Linked DNA regions of Triticum aestivum: region 1 is linked to region 2. A link is a contact called in public Hi-C data. All regions are on one chromosome and are shown on one strand. The core of a region is the stretch at or near the end of the contact, and the rest is flanking DNA. Distances in the headings are between cores, read along the strand shown. Region 1 holds the start of LOC123187848 (integrin-linked protein kinase 1). Region 2 holds the start of LOC123184944.

What was found. Hi-C and Micro-C count contacts between places; a contact is called where the count stands out from the background.
Region 1: a contact with region 2 is called in a Hi-C map of leaf, with 3 times the contacts expected there. The contact joins the promoter of LOC123187848 here to the promoter of LOC123184944 in region 2. A contact is called at or near these places in 3 of 5 Hi-C or Micro-C datasets (all in leaf).

The regions. Positions count from the first base shown.
Region 1 is chr2A:107,355,527-107,358,741 of IWGSC CS RefSeq v2.1, reverse strand. It overlaps LOC123187848 (integrin-linked protein kinase 1), which reads right to left and starts at 1,462. Exons shown (of 11, transcript XM_044599810.1): 1 at 933-1,462; 2 at 305-379. The coding sequence starts at 1,262.
Region 2 is chr2A:107,090,108-107,093,464 of IWGSC CS RefSeq v2.1, reverse strand. It overlaps LOC123184944, which reads left to right and starts at 2,031. Exons shown (of 5, transcript XM_044596974.1): 1 at 2,031-2,427; 2 at 2,545-2,631; 3 at 2,730-2,840; 4 at 2,949-3,149; 5 at 3,236-3,357. The coding sequence starts at 2,137.

The sequences.
Region 1 (3,215 bases), core at 213-2,712, 270 kb before region 2:
CTCGTCTAACATTTTCCACAAACAACACTGACACATCCAAAGACTCCACTTCTACTTCTGGTAACAATATTTGGGACCAGGTGCCCTGGATACAAATTCAGAAACATGACAAAGACAGTTGCAGAGCAATATATGGGGAACGCACCCACTAATTACATACCATACAGTTGCTGGTGAAATTACCTGGTGCCATGTTACAAATTTAGAAATGTTGAGCTAATGTTTGAAACTAAGCATCGCTACAGCTTTGCAATGAATAAGCAAGACAATCTATTGAAACGAACCCGAGTGAATGGCTACTTACGAATGTCAACCCGCCATGCTTCTTGAGCAGTTCGGTCATAGCATGCCTCTTTGCACCCTCTGCATCAGCAAGTGGCTGTAAATCAACCAAAGGTTAGCATCGTGAGCAATTATGACAAATATCACAATACTAGAAATTGGAATGAAAAGCAGCATACAGTCACGACCATGCAGCATAAACATAACCAAGCAGGAACTAGAACCTCCGAAGCAAATATGCATTCAACAGCGAACTCGTTGCAGATGCATTTGAACAACTAATCATATAGGACAAGCCCCGCCAATTCGCAGTGGTAATCCTAATTTCGTGGAGCACAGCCGGAGCTCCCAACCAAGTACCCAAAGGCAGATGGTGGCACGAGCGACATCAGACGAATGAAAAGCTCAAGTGCAAACAAGACGCTCACGCTCATCGTTTTTCCCTCGAGAATAATCATCAGGACGAATTCAATTCATGACGGAAGAAACCAAATCCAATCGGAATACGGGCCAATATGAGCTCAACACAAATGCCAAACCCGAACGATTTCAGCACGCGAAGAAGCCCGGACCGCATCATGACCCGAATCCAACCAACAAGCGGAGCGACCAGACGAGGCGGAAGGGGGGAGGAGGAAGGATCGCCTCACCGTGTTCTGCCAGCGGTCGAGCGCGTTGACGTCGGCGCCCTTGGCGAGGAGGCACTCAGCGACGTCCTGCCAGCCGTGGAGCGCGGCGACGTGGAGCGGCGTGCGGCTGTCGTAGTCGCGGGCGCTGACGAGCGTGCCGTCCTCGTCGAGCAGCTTGCGCACGGCGGCCGCGTCGTTCTGGTGCGTGTGCCAGAGGATGAGCGACGTGCGCGCCACCAGGCTCTTGTCGTCGAACCGCCGGCGCGGGTGGCCCTCGCCGCCGCCGCTCCCCGACGACCCGCCCCCGCCCCGGCCGGCCGCATGCGCCGCCTCCTCCTCCGCCCCGCTCATCTCCCGCCCGCCGAATCTGGCCTCCCTCCCCCGCCCTCCCTGTCTCTCTCTCTCTCCCTGCGACGGACGGACGGACGCTGGCCGTGGAGTCCGAGTATTGAGGAGCGGGGCGGATTCTGTGTCCCTCGGCGCGCGTGATCGCGTCCAGCGATGGAGTGGGATCCGATCTGATATGGAAATGGCGCCCGCGTTAACCAGTAATTCTTTCCGCAATCGCTTGACCGACGCGGCGCGGCCCACTTGTGCGCCAGCCTGGAGCGGCCGCCCACCGGGCGGGGGAACGTTCCGTGTCAGCGATGTCCCCGCCTCGCCCTCGCGTGGAAAACGAAAACAGCTGCCACAAATTGACCGATTTGGCCATAACTAGTAAGCGTATCATCATGTGAAAACAATCCGCAATCATCCTAGGAAGAAAATAGATCAATAAAATAAACAAACTATAATTGTGTACCAACAAAATATAATGATGATCAGAATACTGATAATAAAGCTAGGGATATTGAGAAATGTAAGACAATAGCACTCTATATCTCGAGTACTGTTCCATGCATGGACATGGATGCTCCCATGTTTTATTGTTATCTTGAAAAAAAAATCTGGCTTGAAAGACTTCTTTGGTCGGAGAAAGTGCCAGGAGCTCTTTGAACCTGCACATTGCACCCTTTGACCTTTCTGTTAGTCAAGATCAAAACATAGCTAGGCATTGGTAATCATGAATTTACCTTATAATCAAGTTATTTGCTTCGTTAATGTCTGGGTTGAAGTATAGCCGAGATTACTCAGTCGTACCCGAGATAGCATCTGACATTGTGTGTAAGAGAGCCTTAAAAGTATTAGCAGACAACTTAAAACGCAATAGCAGGAAGCCAAAAGAAAATTGCGAAGTGCATACAATCAGGTTACCATCCCTATCAAAAGACACTGATTTTCTTCCCCACGTTACATATGCCAAAAGATACTAAGCATGCCATTAATCCATTCAGTTGTCTATATTCAGTAAAAAGGCATTCTGTTGAATAATGGTTGCCAATGCATGTCAGGATGTATGATTCAGAAACCACACGGAGATTTTTTTTAAATGGTTACCGGGAGGAAAGGCTCCCCACCTGAATATATTTCAATAAGGGTAGAGTTCACAGGGTCACAAAATTCGTGAGGAGAGGAAGTCACGCCACAACCCGGCGTGTTCCTTTAGGACTTCCGTCTTTAGGCGGTGAGCCCACAGAATCAGGTCCTCAAGAATAGCTTGTACAGTTGTTTTGACATCAATTTCCAAACTTTGGAAAATCTTTTTGTTCCAAGCCGAGAATAATTTAGGGAGTGGATACATCTATTCCGAGAGCCTACAGTTCATAATTCATAATGAAATGCTAGACAAGTTTATTGTCCTACTAAAAACATGATCAATTTATCAATGTCAATGTTGTTGCATCTAATATCAGAACTTACTACTATATCAGGTCTAGTTGCTGAGATGGTGTTCTGTATGAACATTAGTTAATGAAAAATATATAATATGAGAGAATACTTGTGTAATTATAACAACAAGAATTATAAATGGATTTCCAACTTAACGCAAATTAACACTGCATTGAAAGAAGAAAAGCCCTGTCCAGTATGCTTTGCAATGAAATTTGGTTGAATCATTAAATTATCAAGAGCAATTGGATAACAACAAGGGAAGAACATGAAGGAGAGAGTTGCAGGGTTCACCTATCCAACGGTAGTAGTAGTAGTTGCCTAGCAGCAGGTCGGATAGGCCGGCAATATGCAGAAATGGGTCAGGCTGCCGCAGCTTCCTCAAGCTGAAGAAAACGGTAGTTGGGGCAGCATCACTGACTTGGCTGGGACCTTGGTGTGTCCATGATGCAACGCCGACATCTCATGGTCCTGCAACTGCATTTAGCAAAGTTCCTTTCACTATACCCAAACATAGCTGATATTAGTTTGTAG
Region 2 (3,357 bases), core at 782-3,281:
CGCCACGCCAGGCCACCGACACCACGTCACCGCGGCACCGCCCCGCACCTTCCGGCCACCATCGCACATGTCATTGACTTGCAGACCCTATGCCATTAGTTAGGCTTGTTTAATTAAAAAAAGGATATAATGTTTACGAGAAATAAGAAAATAGTCATCAGACAACTTCCCCTTAAATATATTTTTAGTGATATGGTATGTGAGGAGGTTTTAAAAGGATGAAATGAGGCAATGCGATGGAACCTAATTGTATCCCATTGAGGTGTGGAGAGGCATCGGAGACATAATGATAGTATGGCTCATTTTTCGGGCAAACAAGAAAGGTGCTCCTATCATCCCAGGTTCCCCGTGCCCCGGCCAGGATAGCATCTCAGGCTCGGTGGCGCGACGCGAATCCAAGACCCGCTTCGTAACCAGTGACCTGACAAGTGACACGCCATGTTGACTGCCGAGCATCCGCGGCTCACCTGCTGTCACCAGGTTCATAGATCACCGCTGTCCCTACTCCCCTACCCCGTCACACGGGGAAAAGGAGTGGTCTCCGTTGCCGCGTGCTGTCACCAAGCCGGCCCATGTAGTAGGGACCTCCTATACCGTGTGTGCTCTGTGCGCCGGGAGAAATCACAGTGCACCTGTTTGGGTCGGCCCATGTCCGGGCGCCCTGTTTTTTAATTTTTAATTTTTATTTTTTTCGTTTCCTTTTTATTTTCTACCTTAAATTATTCGGGACTTAAAAAGTTCCAAAATTTTAGAAATGAAAATTTTGAAATAATTCGTTAATAAATCATAAAATGTTTGTGGATTCAGAAATTCTTCATGATTTTGTAAAAATATATTTGCTTATTCAGAAAATGGTCGAAATTTTGAAAACATATGTTGGGAAATCTAAAAATGTTCATGATTTTTTAAAAAGTTTGTGTATTAAAAAAATTATTAATGACATTGAATTTTTTTCGTCAATTCAAAAAATGTTCATGAATGGAAAATATGCCAAAAATTCAAAAATTGTTTGTGACTTAAAAAATAGTTTATTCATTCATAAAGTATTGGCTGATTTTAAAAATGATCATGCATTTCAAAAAATGTTCATTAAATAAAAAATGTTCGTGAATTCCAAAATATGTTCCACCAATTTTATAAAAAATGTTCGTCGATTCTAGAAATGTTTGTCGATTCAAGAAAAATGTTTTTAGAAAAATGTTCACAATTTTTAAAAAATGTTTGCAAATAGTCTGAATGTTCATGAATTCAAAAATATTCTTGATTTTAGAAATATTCAAATTTTATAAAAGTTTTCATGAATTAAAAAATGTTCACAATTCCAAATATTTGCACAGTTTTTTTTTAAAAAAATTGTGATTTCAAAAATTATTCATGATCTCACGAATTTGAGAGTGATGGTGTATCTCGGTGATGCTTGGTCATGGCCATCGGATATTATGATTATATTTTTTCTCCCGTTGCAATACATGGACCATTTTGCTAGTATCTATTATAACAACTTCAGTAATCTTAAGATCTGTCGGCTCAATCTCCCAGGGATTGAAACTAAGTACGCACGTTCATAAGGGCGAGTGTCGTTGGGTATATGATTGTTTACTTTTCTTATTGTGTTTTTATTTTATTTTTAAAAATCGTTAGACTGCATTTTCTGAAAAAAGGTTCAAACCAAACACCCAGGAAAAACATCCGAATGGACCGAGGCATCCATGTACTCCCTCCGGTCCTTTTTAGTCTGCATATAAGCTTTGTCTGAAGTCAAAGTATCTCTACTTTAACCGAATTTATAGAAAAAAATAGTAACATTTATGATGCCAAATCAATTTTGTTAGATTCATTACGAAATGTAGTTTCATGTGATATATATTTGATATGGTAGATATTGATATTTTTTAATATATATTTGATCAAACTTTGCAAAGTTTAACTTGATCCAAATCTAATATGTGGAGTAAAAAGGACCGGAGGGAGTACGTCACGGCCACTAACCAGAAAGAAAGGTGCTCCCGTCATTCGAGTTTCCAGTGGCCCGATCAGGATGTCACCAGGGTCATCGGCCACCGCTTGTCCCTACTCCCCCTACCCCGTCACACGGGGAAAAGGAGTGGTCTCCGTTGCCGCGTGCCGACCTCAGCCATGGGCATGGGCACGGCACTACAGCCGGCCATGGCCGCCGCGGCCTCGAACACGGTCCACCGGCCGCGGCCGCTGCCTGCCGCGAATCGCGGCACCAGCCGCCCCACCGCCTCCGCGCCGCCCGTGAGAGCGCTGGTCTGCTCGGCTCCCCCTCAGTCGAGGCCGCCGCGGCACGCCGTCTCGACCACGGCCCGGGCGGCGGAGGCTGGGGCAGCGTCGTCCACCTCGCCGGACGCCGTCACCTACTCCTCCAGCATCGACACCGACATGCCCCTCTACGAGCCCCCGGGGGTAAGCGCTGACATCGATCGATCTCCGCATTCTGGGTTTGGAATTCGATGGAATCACGGCTCGAATTGATTGATTGATTCATCGCGCGTGCGCGGACGGGTTCTGTTCTGCCTGCAGGTGTCGTTCGACGAGTACCTCCAGGACCGGCCCCGCGTGTTCCGCGCCATGTTCCCCGACGAGAGCCGGAGCCAGCAGCTCAGCGATGTAACTGAATCGATTATTGAATCTATCCTGTCCCCGAAGAGAGCAGGTGTCGTTCGACGGTGGCGTTGCGGCTAATCGATCGATTATTTGTTGCGCAGGAGGAGTGGAGGATCCAGATGCTGCCGCTGGAGTTCCTCTTCATCACCGTGCGCCCCGTCGTCGTGATGCAGCTGCGCAACCGCGCCGCCGGCGGGCTCGACCTCCGAATCGTGCGTTTCCAGTTCCCCCTCCCTGCTCACGCTACCAATTCTTTTCTATCTCTATCCGCACGACTGCAGGTTTACAATGTGCTGCTCTTGTTTCGGCTCTGAATGCAGACCGAGTGGGAGCTGAGGGGGCTGGACAGCGGCTACACGCCGGCGAGCTTCGACCTGGGCGTGCGGGGGTCGCTGTACGCGGACAGGGGGCAGCGGCGCGGCAGCCGGCTGAGGGGCCACCTGGAGATCTCCATCACCGTCGCCCTCCCGCCGCCCATGCGGATCGTGCCGGAGGCCGTCCTCCGGGGCGTCGCCGAGTCGGTAAGCCTCGCCTTGTGTTGTGCCTAACGAAATCTCTGCTCTGTTCTCGCCGAGAGAATGTGGAACTGAAAGCTTGGGGCGTGCAGGTCCTGTCGACGCTTGCCGAGAGGATGAAGCGGGACGTGGACGTCGGCCTCGTCGCCGACTTCCGGAGGTTCCGGCTGGAGAAGGCGGCGTCCAGAGCGGCGGTGACGAGAGCAGACAGCAA